Regions from separate parts of the Rattus norvegicus genome. Here region 1 is linked to region 2. The links are chromatin contacts, called in public Hi-C maps. All regions are on one chromosome and are shown on one strand. Each heading gives the region's core, a stretch centred on a gene start, on an enhancer-like site or on the middle of the called end of the contact. The rest is flanking DNA. Distances are from core to core; before and after follow the strand shown.

The links. Hi-C and Micro-C count contacts between places; a contact is called where the count stands out from the background.
Region 1: a contact with region 2 is called in a Hi-C map of Schwann cells, with 8 times the contacts expected there. The contact joins two enhancer-like sites. A contact is called at or near these places in 2 of 12 Hi-C or Micro-C datasets (the A7r5 cell line and Schwann cells).

Annotation. Positions count from the first base shown.
Region 1 is chr4:168,926,700-168,932,161 of GRCr8, reverse strand. No RefSeq gene overlaps it. Among named protein-coding and RNA genes, the nearest start is that of Bcl2l14, 20 kb to the left of the region's middle. Within about 2 kb of position 2,246, at least 1 of the 93 cell types and tissues checked has an H3K27ac peak or open chromatin away from gene starts, as enhancers often do. A contact at or near this core is called in Schwann cells, where this site is marked.
Region 2 is chr4:168,501,833-168,506,993 of GRCr8, reverse strand. No RefSeq gene overlaps it. Among named protein-coding and RNA genes, the nearest start is that of Etv6, 76 kb to the left of the region's middle. Within about 2 kb of position 1,378, at least 12 of the 93 cell types and tissues checked have an H3K27ac peak or open chromatin away from gene starts, as enhancers often do. A contact at or near this core is called in Schwann cells, where this site is marked.

The DNA of each region.
Region 1 (5,462 bases), core at 997-3,496, 420 kb before region 2:
TCTTTAGAGCCTCACCTTTTGCCAGTGTTTGCTCTATATAAAGAGTATAGGGAAATCTCTCAGACTTTTCTGCCAACTCACTTTTGTTACTTCCCAGGAAATTCCACAACGGTTAACCATTATTGTTTCCTACCAATATGACTAATACTGCACCAAGTCTCATTAGCTGAATCATAATATCTTTATGAACAAGGCCCTTACATCTGTTCCTCCCGAGTGTCACCAGAAAGTTCCTGTGCTATACTGACCCCTTTTGTCAGGTGAAGACAGATTTCTCTGATTTCTCTGAACTACGACTAATTTCTGGGGAAGTCTACCTCTCTGTACTTAGTTTATTCACAACGAATTGAAACAAGGTCCCTTATGGGCCTCAAGCTGTAGAGAACTGTACCACAGGGTATCACTCCCAGCACTGGGACGTCAAGAAAGCTGGCTATATACGATTCCCTACAGTGTCTGGATCAAAGCTCTAAGTTCAGTGTGATCCGTTGGGGAACCTCACCCTGTTCTAGGTCTATGGGATTGACAATTGTTTGTACTCACTGGTTTCTGATAGCTAATTGGTGCAGTGAAAGACTGACACATTTCAAAGGCCAGTGTCCTGTGTCAGGTTGCATCTGCAAACGTTGGTCATGGCTCCAGAGACTTCTGAGGCTTTGGCTTCAAGACGATGAGTGCTCTACAAACATCCACAAAGGTTCTTGTGAGATTGTTTGGGGAGGGCCCTGGTCATGCTGTTGCCTCCAGGATCAGATGGACATGGATTCCCAGTCTGACTCTTCTGGTTTCCAGAAGGATCTATAAAGTCCTTGAATCTAATATGTAAGTATGTGCATAACAATGCCCATTTCAATGGATGGCTCTCAAAATTACAGGGAGTTGTGTAAGGTGTCATTATAACAGAGCTCCTTGCGAATGATAGTCATTTGTACCTTCTTCTGTTTCTTCCTCTTGTCTTTGCCTTCTTTGTGTATGTGTGAGGGCAGGGCATGGATGAACTCATGCCACACAATAGGTGAGGCTGAGTCTAAAAAATAATGACAACACTCAGGGCAAGTGAGAGAATTTCACCCTGAGACAGTAAAGTGGTGTGTGTGTGTGTGTGTGTGTGTGTGTGTGTGTGTGTGTGTGTGTGAGAGAGAGAGAGAGAGGGAGAGACAGAGACAGAGAGAGACAGAGACACAGAGACACAGAGAGAGACAGAGACACACAGAGAGAGACAGAGAGACAAAGAGAGACAGAGAGAAGAGAGAGACAGAGAGAGAGAGAGAAAGAGAGAAAGACAGAGACACAGAGAGACAGAGAGAGACAGAGAGAGAGATAGAGAGAGAAAGAGAGAGAGAGAGCGCTGTGTATATAAAGAGGGAAAGAAATCCACACATAGGGGGAGGGCTCTCTTCCCCATTTTGTGTAAGGATAGTACCAGGATTGGCTTTATTGGAGGAGATGGGGAGGGGATAGTGCTCAGGTTTCTTTGATTGATGTGTTTTCTTTTGGGGTGGCCTGGAAAGCATTAAGATAGTGCTGTGTGCTATGTTCCAAAGGTCTGGGATATGGAATTAGGGACAGAGGGAGAGGGCATGTGGAACCCACTCGGCGACTTTGCTTCGGATGGTCCTTGTTTCCTGTTCCACATTGAACATAGTCAGTCACCCAGCTGAGAGCAGGAGCCAGCCTGACGGGAGTCTGAACATGGCACTGGTGGGCCAAAGGGCTGTGGGGGCCAACCGTAATGCTGTAGCAAACCCAGAGGAAAGCTGAGACTCCAATTGTAGCCTTACTCAGGGACCATGCAGGGAACTGGACCATCAGGGGAACGACTTTTGTGCGCTTAAGTTGTCTCCTACCACATAATACAGGACTTATTTCCCGACCTCTCTGAGCCCTAGGCTCATAATATTCCTAAAATCTAACATCCACATATTTATCATATGTCATACATTGTATCATATCCAAGTTATTTTATGGAATTTTTATTATTTTAAAGACCAAATGTCTTTGTGTCACAGATGAGGAACACAGCTTCTAAGAGTGTGGCCCAGGAAGGAGTAGAATCCGGGGTTTCCGTCTCCCCGAGAAGGGAGTTGGGGCAGTTAGAAGGGTTGTGGGAGTGTCTCGGCCAGGTGAGCATGTTCTAGAAAGGAAGTGACAGCCGAGCTGGCATCAGGGCTCCCTCTGTATGTCAGTTGTTGGGTATGAGAGCCAGCTCAGAATGGAGTCTTTGATGAATTACTGCCTGGCTCTATTCCCAGAATGCCCGTCAAGGCGAAACTGCCCAAGGGAAGGGACCCTGGCTGATCCACAGACTGTTGGATACCCTCTTAACAAATGAGCAGGGAAGGGCAAGCGGGGAGCAAGGGAAGGGCTGTGCAAGTCAGAGGCGGGCGGCAGGATTCCATCCTTGCTCACCTTGTTACTAAAATTGGTTTCTGGAATCTGGTAACGGTAGAACTGAGGCTAGAGCCAGGCAAATACAGGCTTTTGGGGACCATCTGCTTGAGCATGGTGTGGGACTACGACCAAGGGCAGGGCAGGGCAGGGCAGGGCAGGGTGGCAGGGAGGCAGCAATTATCCAGTCTTTCATGCAAACAAGGGATTCAGATTCTCAAAGAGCACCAGGGCCCCATAGACAAGTGTCAGGTCCTCCATGCAAACGAGGGATTCAAGCTCAAACTCACTGAGAATCTGCTCCTCCTGACCCATGGATGTCCTAGCTTAGAGGTGGACAGCCCACAGATCAGCCCTGAAAGCTAAGACGGGTGGAGCAGGTGCTCAGGGGCCTTGCCCTCATTTACTTCCGGTGTGTGTGGCTGTTGTAGGTTTAGTTCTGGGACTGGATGTGGGCTCTGGATCCCCATTTGCCTTGCTTTACAGACAAGATCCCTGTCGGCTCCTTTCCCCGTATCTGCTAGATCTGTCTCGCTCTGAGGTGGTCTCCATGGGGTTCAGTCTGGGACAGCACTGCTACCTGCCAGGGGACAGGTTCGTCACCATCCTTAAACAGTACAAAGGCAAAACACTTCTTTTCACGACTGACTGGGGATGACTGATTCTTTTTTTCCCCCCATTTTTTACTGGTTGTTTTATTTCTTTACATTTCAAATATTATTCCCCTTCCAAGTTTCTCCTTCACCAACCCCCTATCCCCTCCCCCCTGCCTCTATGAGGGTGCTCCCCCACCTGCCCACCCATTCCTGCCTCACTGCCCTAGCATTCCCCTACCATGGTCATTGAGACCTTCCGTAAGGCTTTCTCTGGAAAGATGGACCAAGGCAGGGACTCCTCAGGAGGCAGGGGAGAAGGAGCTGGGTGGTTTCTACTCCACAGCTTACTTATTTATCTTGATTGCTCCCAAGTTTGAGGATTTTCCAATTTATTTTACGTGTGCATAGGAGTTTATGTACATACATGTGCATATGTGTATGTAGGCTGGTGTGTGCAAGCCAAGGTTGGTAAATATCTTTCTCAATTGCTTTTCTACTGAATGATCATATACCTTGTGTTCATAGAAACCATTTTATATATAAACTGCACAGGGAAAAATGGACGTGCCTAACCAGCTACAAGGAGGAAAGGACAGTGCAGTTATACTGTGTGGTCACAGAGCACTTGGGGAGGTACACAGTCGGTGCCCTGGAACTTCGCTTCACACTGTTCCAACGGCAGATTGGCCCTCTCTTCGAAGCACAAGGAGCCTCTACTGCTGACCGGTCCCTGCGTGTAAAATCGGGAAGAAGAGTTTTCGAGACACCTCACCTCTCCCATCCAACCTGGAGCTCACCAATCCCGAGAGGCTGGATGGCTACTGAGCTCTAGTGTCCCCATCTCCACCTCCTCGGCGCTGGTGTTCCAGGTCAACACAGTCAAACACAGCTTTTTATGTGGGTGCTGGGAGTCCAATCTCAGATCCTCACGCTTGTGCACAGAGCTCTTTCTCTTCTAAGACTTCCCCGCAGGTCCCACCTCTGCAGCTTCTAGAGCTCGAGCCTACTCTAATATTTCTGTGTGTGTTCTTAGAGCCCTTCCTTTAGTGGGCCTTCTCCTCGCTTCCGTCTTCTAGCCTCCCCCAGTTGGACTGCGCAGCCTTACCAGGGAGCACGGTTCGCTCTGGTACCTGGGTGTCCTGCTCTGAGCTCTACTGTGTCTGGGGTGCAAAGCACTCAGGGCTGCAGTGTATTAGAACTGGGTCATTTGGAACTACATGTGAGTTACAGTTTTTGTGAACCAATAGTGTGCAACTGGCAGTCTGAAGTCAGCTGAGGTTGGAGTTTTCACAGTAGAGTCTTTAGATTAAGGACCTTGGGTTAGAGATGGATTCTCAATAAACTTCACCAGCCCATTGCCAGCTAAGGAGATGCAGGACCCAGACCAGTCCTTGCAGTGGCTTCTTTTTATACTTTCAAAGGCTCCTAGTATTTCCAACACTATCCAGGAACCCACTGCCCTAGTTTAAAGCAACTTCTTCTGTGGGTCTTGGCTACTCAGGGAAAACGGTGTGGCAGTGCAGCGCTCAAAAGAGTCATTCTCGGTAGTCTCTTTAAAGAAAATTATTTTTGTTGGGCGTGGTAGCACACACCTTTAATCCTACCACTCAGGAGGCAGAGGCAGGTGGATCTCTGTGAGTTGGAGGCCAGCCTGGTCTACCAAGCCAGTTTCAGGGCAGTCAGGGCAGTTATACTGAGAAACTCTGTCTCAAAAACAATTATTTTTATTTTATTTATATGCATAATTTTGCCTGTATGTCTGTGTATCATGCTGTATGTGTGGAGGTCAGAAAGGATGTTAGAATCCCTGGAACTGGAGTTACAGATGGTTGTAAGAGGCCATAAAGGTGCTGGGAATTGAACCTGGGTCCTCTGAAAGAGCAGCTGTCGCTGTTAACTGCCCAGCCATCCTTTCAGACCCAAAGGGCTCCTATCTTTAAAATTTTTTTTTAAAATGTCTCCTTTTTCATGTGTACGTGTATGTGGCATGTGTGCATATGTATGTTCGGGTATACACAGACATGCATGCATGTGTGTGTAGAGATCACAGATCAACATGGAGACGCTTACACAGTGCTCTTTCACCTTATCCTTTGAGCCAGGGTCTCCTAATCCAACTCACAAGTTGCGGACACACGGTCCTCGTCTCTACTTTCTGAACCTGGGGTAAGAGGCCGGTCAATATGTACTCCCTCCAGCAGTTATGTGAGTCCAGGAACCCAAACTCTGGTCCTCCTGCAGGCTGGGCAAATGCTTTCTCTACCATACCATCTCTCCAGCCCCTTCTTTTTGGTTTTTAAAGACAGGGTCCTTTTAAGTTCCTGAGGGTGGCCTTTGCCTGTTCTCCTTCTCTTTCTGCTTCCCGAGTGTTGGAATTATGCTATGGTGTTCAGCTAAAGAAATGTTGAGGATGTTAACGGCTACGTCTTAAGATTCACAGGACCCAGAACTTTGTTGGTTTTGTTATTGGTCTTCAGT
Region 2 (5,161 bases), core at 129-2,628:
ATATAATTTATATAAGAAATATATATTTGCTTGTTAGTGCCTGCACAGATGTGTGCACATATGCGTGTGGGTGCCTTTAACCTAAGACCACATGAAAATATCGGGTCCCTGGAGCTGTAGTGGGTATTGGAAATGGAACCTAGAGTCTCTGGACGAGTGACAAATGTTCTTAACTTCTGAGCTATCTTTCTCGTCACTAAAGTGGAGTTTTTTTGTTTTTGTTTTGTTTTGTTTTTTTCAACCATGGAAAGGAATGAAGTTATGTTGTTTAGAACAAAATGGATGCAAGGAGAGATGACTACGCGGAGTAAATTAGATCAATTCCAGAAAAACAAATATCACATCTTCTCACTTGTACTTCCTAGATTTTGTATAGCCCCATGGATAAAACATCATTTATTTGGATGTGGTGGTGCATAACTTTAATCCCAACACTTGAGAGGCAGAGGGAGACAGATCTCTGTGAGTTCAAGGCCAGCCTGGTCTATATTGTGAGTTCCAGGACAGCCAGGGCTACAATGTGAGACACTGTTTAAAAATAAAAATCACATGTGTATGATATGTAAGTGAAACTGCACAGGGAGCAAGGGGCACTAACAAAGGGAAGAAGGGTTAGGAAAAGAGGATGGGAGGCATGGGGGTATGCTCACATACAATATATACTTGTATGAACACATAAATAATCTAGCATTTTCGACCAAAAACTAAATAAAATGGCCATTTACTGATAGGATACAAAAAGAACGTCATCGTTTCAAATGATGATGTATTTTAGCTTAGATGAGTTAGTTCTCCGTTCATTGATTCATTCAATCAATCAGCAAATATATCCACCATGTGTCAGGCCCTGCTCAAGAGGCTGGAAATACACAAACCAACTGGATGACCTTCCTTCCACTAGCATTCCTTACTGACTAAATGAAATCCCACCCACAACGGTGAGAGTGGCGTATGCCTTTGGTTCCGTTATCTCCTGCTGCCACCTACTGGCCATTTTCTTTGCCATGCTTTTCAGAGACCGAGAGTTTCTAAGGGGAAGTTGGAAGGAGTTCTATTTTTGCTTGCTGGACCACGAATTTTTTTTTTCTCTTTCGTTTTCACATGTGAATTTTAGATTACAGACTTGTTCTTATTTTAATTGTTCATGTTTCTGTATATAAGGCAGAATGGCCAGATCAGAGTTGCTAACGTTCGCATCTTAAACATTTAACGATTTTTAAATTAATTCCTGATAATCGCACATAATAACCACATTATCTTCATAGGGCACAGTGTAGTGTTTCGGTACATGTGTCCCTGTGTTCTCCTAAGTACAGCTCTCTTCATCTCCACCCAAGTCCCTGGGGCTCTAACCCAACTCTTCTAGCAGGAGCAGTTGTTTCACACTGAGTCACTGCCCTTTTGGCCAGGGCAGTCACTCCATTCCTCTCCCTCCCATAGCGTTTTCCTAATGAGCTTCTGTTTGAAGAAAGTTTTGACTTTCTTTGGCTTCTCTCCATTCTGGTGGGAGTTAGAATTTCTTGCCAGGACAGTGGAGGTTTGTGCCTGGATTGCCTAATGCAGACAGGAGAGAGTCAGAGTTCCTTTGCAGCAGGCACTCCCAACCAATTATGAACCCTCTCTTACTTCTGAAAGGCAACAGTGTCATGGAGGTGGGGAGGAGTTAAGACCCTCTCATGATCAATTGGGGTGCTTTAAAAGGCTGCATGGGAGCTGGGACACACGGAATTAGGCATTAGATGGTTCATTTGCTCTGCATCATCAAGTCTCCAAGTAGGTCAAATACACCCCAGGATGGTTTAGTCACAGGAGGAGATGGACCAGTCACCTGAAGTCCACTGCTGACTCAGTGCAGGCCTCATTTTCTCCCCCTTCAAGCCAAGAGCTCCCCAGTCATTGTCAATGTTTTATGTAGAAAAGAAAAACCAAATATATACTACTTGGTTGGATATAAACATACGCTGGTATATATAACTTTGGAGAGAACTGTCTCCCACTGAGCACTGTCACATCAAAAGTCGTTTTGGATTTAAGGAGACAAAACTAATTGATGGGAGAGTAAACACCCTTCTAGAGATATTTCCAATCTCTTGTTGGGCGAGCGCAAGCACTAAAGTGGTTGAAGCGGGTGGATTGCAAGTTTGAGGCCAGCCTGGGTTATACAGCAGGACCATCTCTTAGGAAACTGCAGCTCAAAAGGCAACTTAAAAGACTTATTCTGTTTGAAAATATTACACATGTCTGTGTGTCTCTGTGGGTATGTACATGTTAGTGAAGACACTCATGAGGGCCAGAGGAGGCTGTCATATCTCCTGGAGATGGAGACTCAAGAACCTGACTTGAGTGCAGGAAATGGAATTCAGTTGTCTGCAGGAGCAGCGTGCAGTCTTAACTGCTAAGCACTGTTCCAGCTCCCAAACAAATGATTTTAGTAGAGATATTCCTATTCATTACAATCAAAGAAAAAATAGGTATGTATGTATGTATGTATGTATGTATGTATGTATGTGTATATGTGTATGTATGTATGCATGTGTGTATGTATCCATCTATTATGTCTATCTGTCCATCTGTCTATCCTTCTGTCCATCCATCCATCCATCCATCCACCCACCCACCCATCTATCCTATCTATTTGTCTGTCTGTCTGTCTGTCTGTCTGTCTGTCTATCTACCTGTCCATCCATCCATCCATCCATCCATCCATCCATCCATCCATCCATCCATCCATCCATCCATCCATCCATCCATCCATCCATCCATCCATCCATCTATCCATCCATCCATCCATCTATCCTATCTATTTGTCTGTCTGTCTATCTGTCTACCTGTCTATCCATCCATCCACCCACCCACCCACCCACCCACCCACCCACCCACCGACCTATCTATCTATCTATCTATCTATCTATCTATCTATCTATCTATCTATCTATCTATCTATCTATCTATCGGGAGAGGTGGCTCCATGGTGGAGAGCACTTGTTGCTCTTGCAGTGGACCTGGGTTTGAGTCTCAGCACCTACACGCTGGCTCACAACTACTTGTAACTTCACTTGCAGAGTATGTGGTACCATCTTCCTTCCTCTGCAGGCATCGGACACACACACACACACACACACACACACACACACACACACACACACACACACACACAGATGAACACTTATGCACATAATATAATTATACATAAAATAATTGTCTAGTGTTCCCCGAAAACCTCATCCTCAGGAACTCCAGGCCTAGCCTTCTTGACTCTGAAAACTAAGGGCATATCCTTTGCTCAGTCTGTGCTCAACTGTGAGAAGGGCAGAAGGCACAGTATTAAGTCAGCAGCTGGGTTCCCTCTTTGACCCTCTGTTTCTTGGTTCTTTTTCTTCTTTCAGTTTGATCAACGAGTCCACCAACCCACTCAGCTCCCTTGTCACTCTGGTCATCTCTTGGACCCCAATTCTTCTTTCTAGTCTCGTTCTTGTTACTCTGTTGATGATGGTCCTCACAGCCGGGATCATATACTTGGAGTCCTCTGGGCTGTAACCCAGTCTGGCTAGCCATGCCCCTCTTCTTTATGGCATTCTCAGGATGTAACATCTCATAGAACAAGTCCGTGCGGAACCTGGTAAAATTCAACATACTTCCACGAGGGCTCCAACTCATAGAGTAATGTATCTTGTGTGATGTTATGGGGTCTTGCGTTCTTAGGGACAGAAGACATACTAAAGCATGGGACTGAGAAAGCCTAGCATTTCAGACGGTAAGAAATTGGGAGGGGGCTAGAGAGATGGCTCAATTGGTAAGAACGTTTGCTATTCTTTCAGTGTACCTCAGTTTGATTCTTAGCACACACAGCAGATAACTGCCCCTCATTAGTCTGGTTCAAGACCTCTGGCTTCTGTTACGCCATCAGTATTGGAACCTCACAGGGACTTCTCTTGCATATCCCTGCTGTTGTTCTGTGTCCTGGAGGTCCTGTAATTTTGGATCTCTAGGACTGTTCCCTTCACATGGTCCAGCAGTTCATCAAGGGGGTAGAGGTTGGGGTGGGCCAGTTCAAAGCCCTGGATCTGAGCCTAGGAGGCTTTCCCACGCTACGTCACACGGAGTCATCCAGCACTGTTCTGGCTAGCTCATCCAATTCTGCAGTCAGCAAGGGGTAGAAACAGCTTTCCTACTCTCATACCCTTGGGGCCAGTTCAACACACCCACACCATCAGGACCAGTTTTACTATGCTGCCTAGGCTAGGGGCAGGTCCTGCTCTCTGGGGTGCTGCAGTAGGCAGAGCACTGGACCAGCTCTCCCATGCACACACCCTCTGGTTGGCTCACCCATGACTCCTGCAACCTAGGCCAGCTCTTCTGTGCTTCCTAGCAATGTCCCTGTGCTCTCCTGAGTACTACAGGTGGCAAAGGGTGGGGTCAGCTCTCCTGCTTCAAGCCCTCAGGGCCAGCTTTCCCATAATGCCCAGGCAAGGGCTGGGTCCAGTTCTGCACAGTCCTCAGATATCAACATGACCTTGGGTGGTGGCCCAGACCAAGGACATCCACCTGGCCTTTGGTGGTAACAGATCACTGCTGCTGAAGGGTCAGGGGATTCAGACATGGCCCTTAGTGGCAGCACAGGCTAGGACCTCACCACGGCCATAGGTGACATCACCTACTACTCACATCAGGCCGTTTCTCAGTACCCTGCAGTTCTGACTTTCTTCACTGTGCCCATATCCTTCTGTTTCTTTTTCTCTTCTGTTTTTCCATCATTTACTTTTAGTGGTGCCCCTGGTCTCTGGGTGTTTAGAGTAGTCTCAGTGGCAACCTGGCAGGGACATGTTGGGAGTGATCTGCTTTCCTTGGCCTGTGGGGTGCCAGACTGGTGGTCTTCTCAGGCTAGTTCCCTGTCCAGGCCACTGTAGAACCAGACTAGTGGTCATCGTGGGCTCACTCCCCACCAGAGCTGGATGGCCACAGGTGAGGGACTTCTCTTCTCAGCTCTCCTCCTGCCTGGCTGCTCGGCACTAGGGCTTCAGACTGGGGAAGGGCTCTGTTTCCTCCCAGGCTTCTTCCTTGGATCACATAGTCCTAGGCAGGGGATTTTCTCATCTTCAGCCTGCTCCCCACCCTCACTCTATGCTATTTTGATATCTAGGTTTTTTGAGTTCTTTAGATA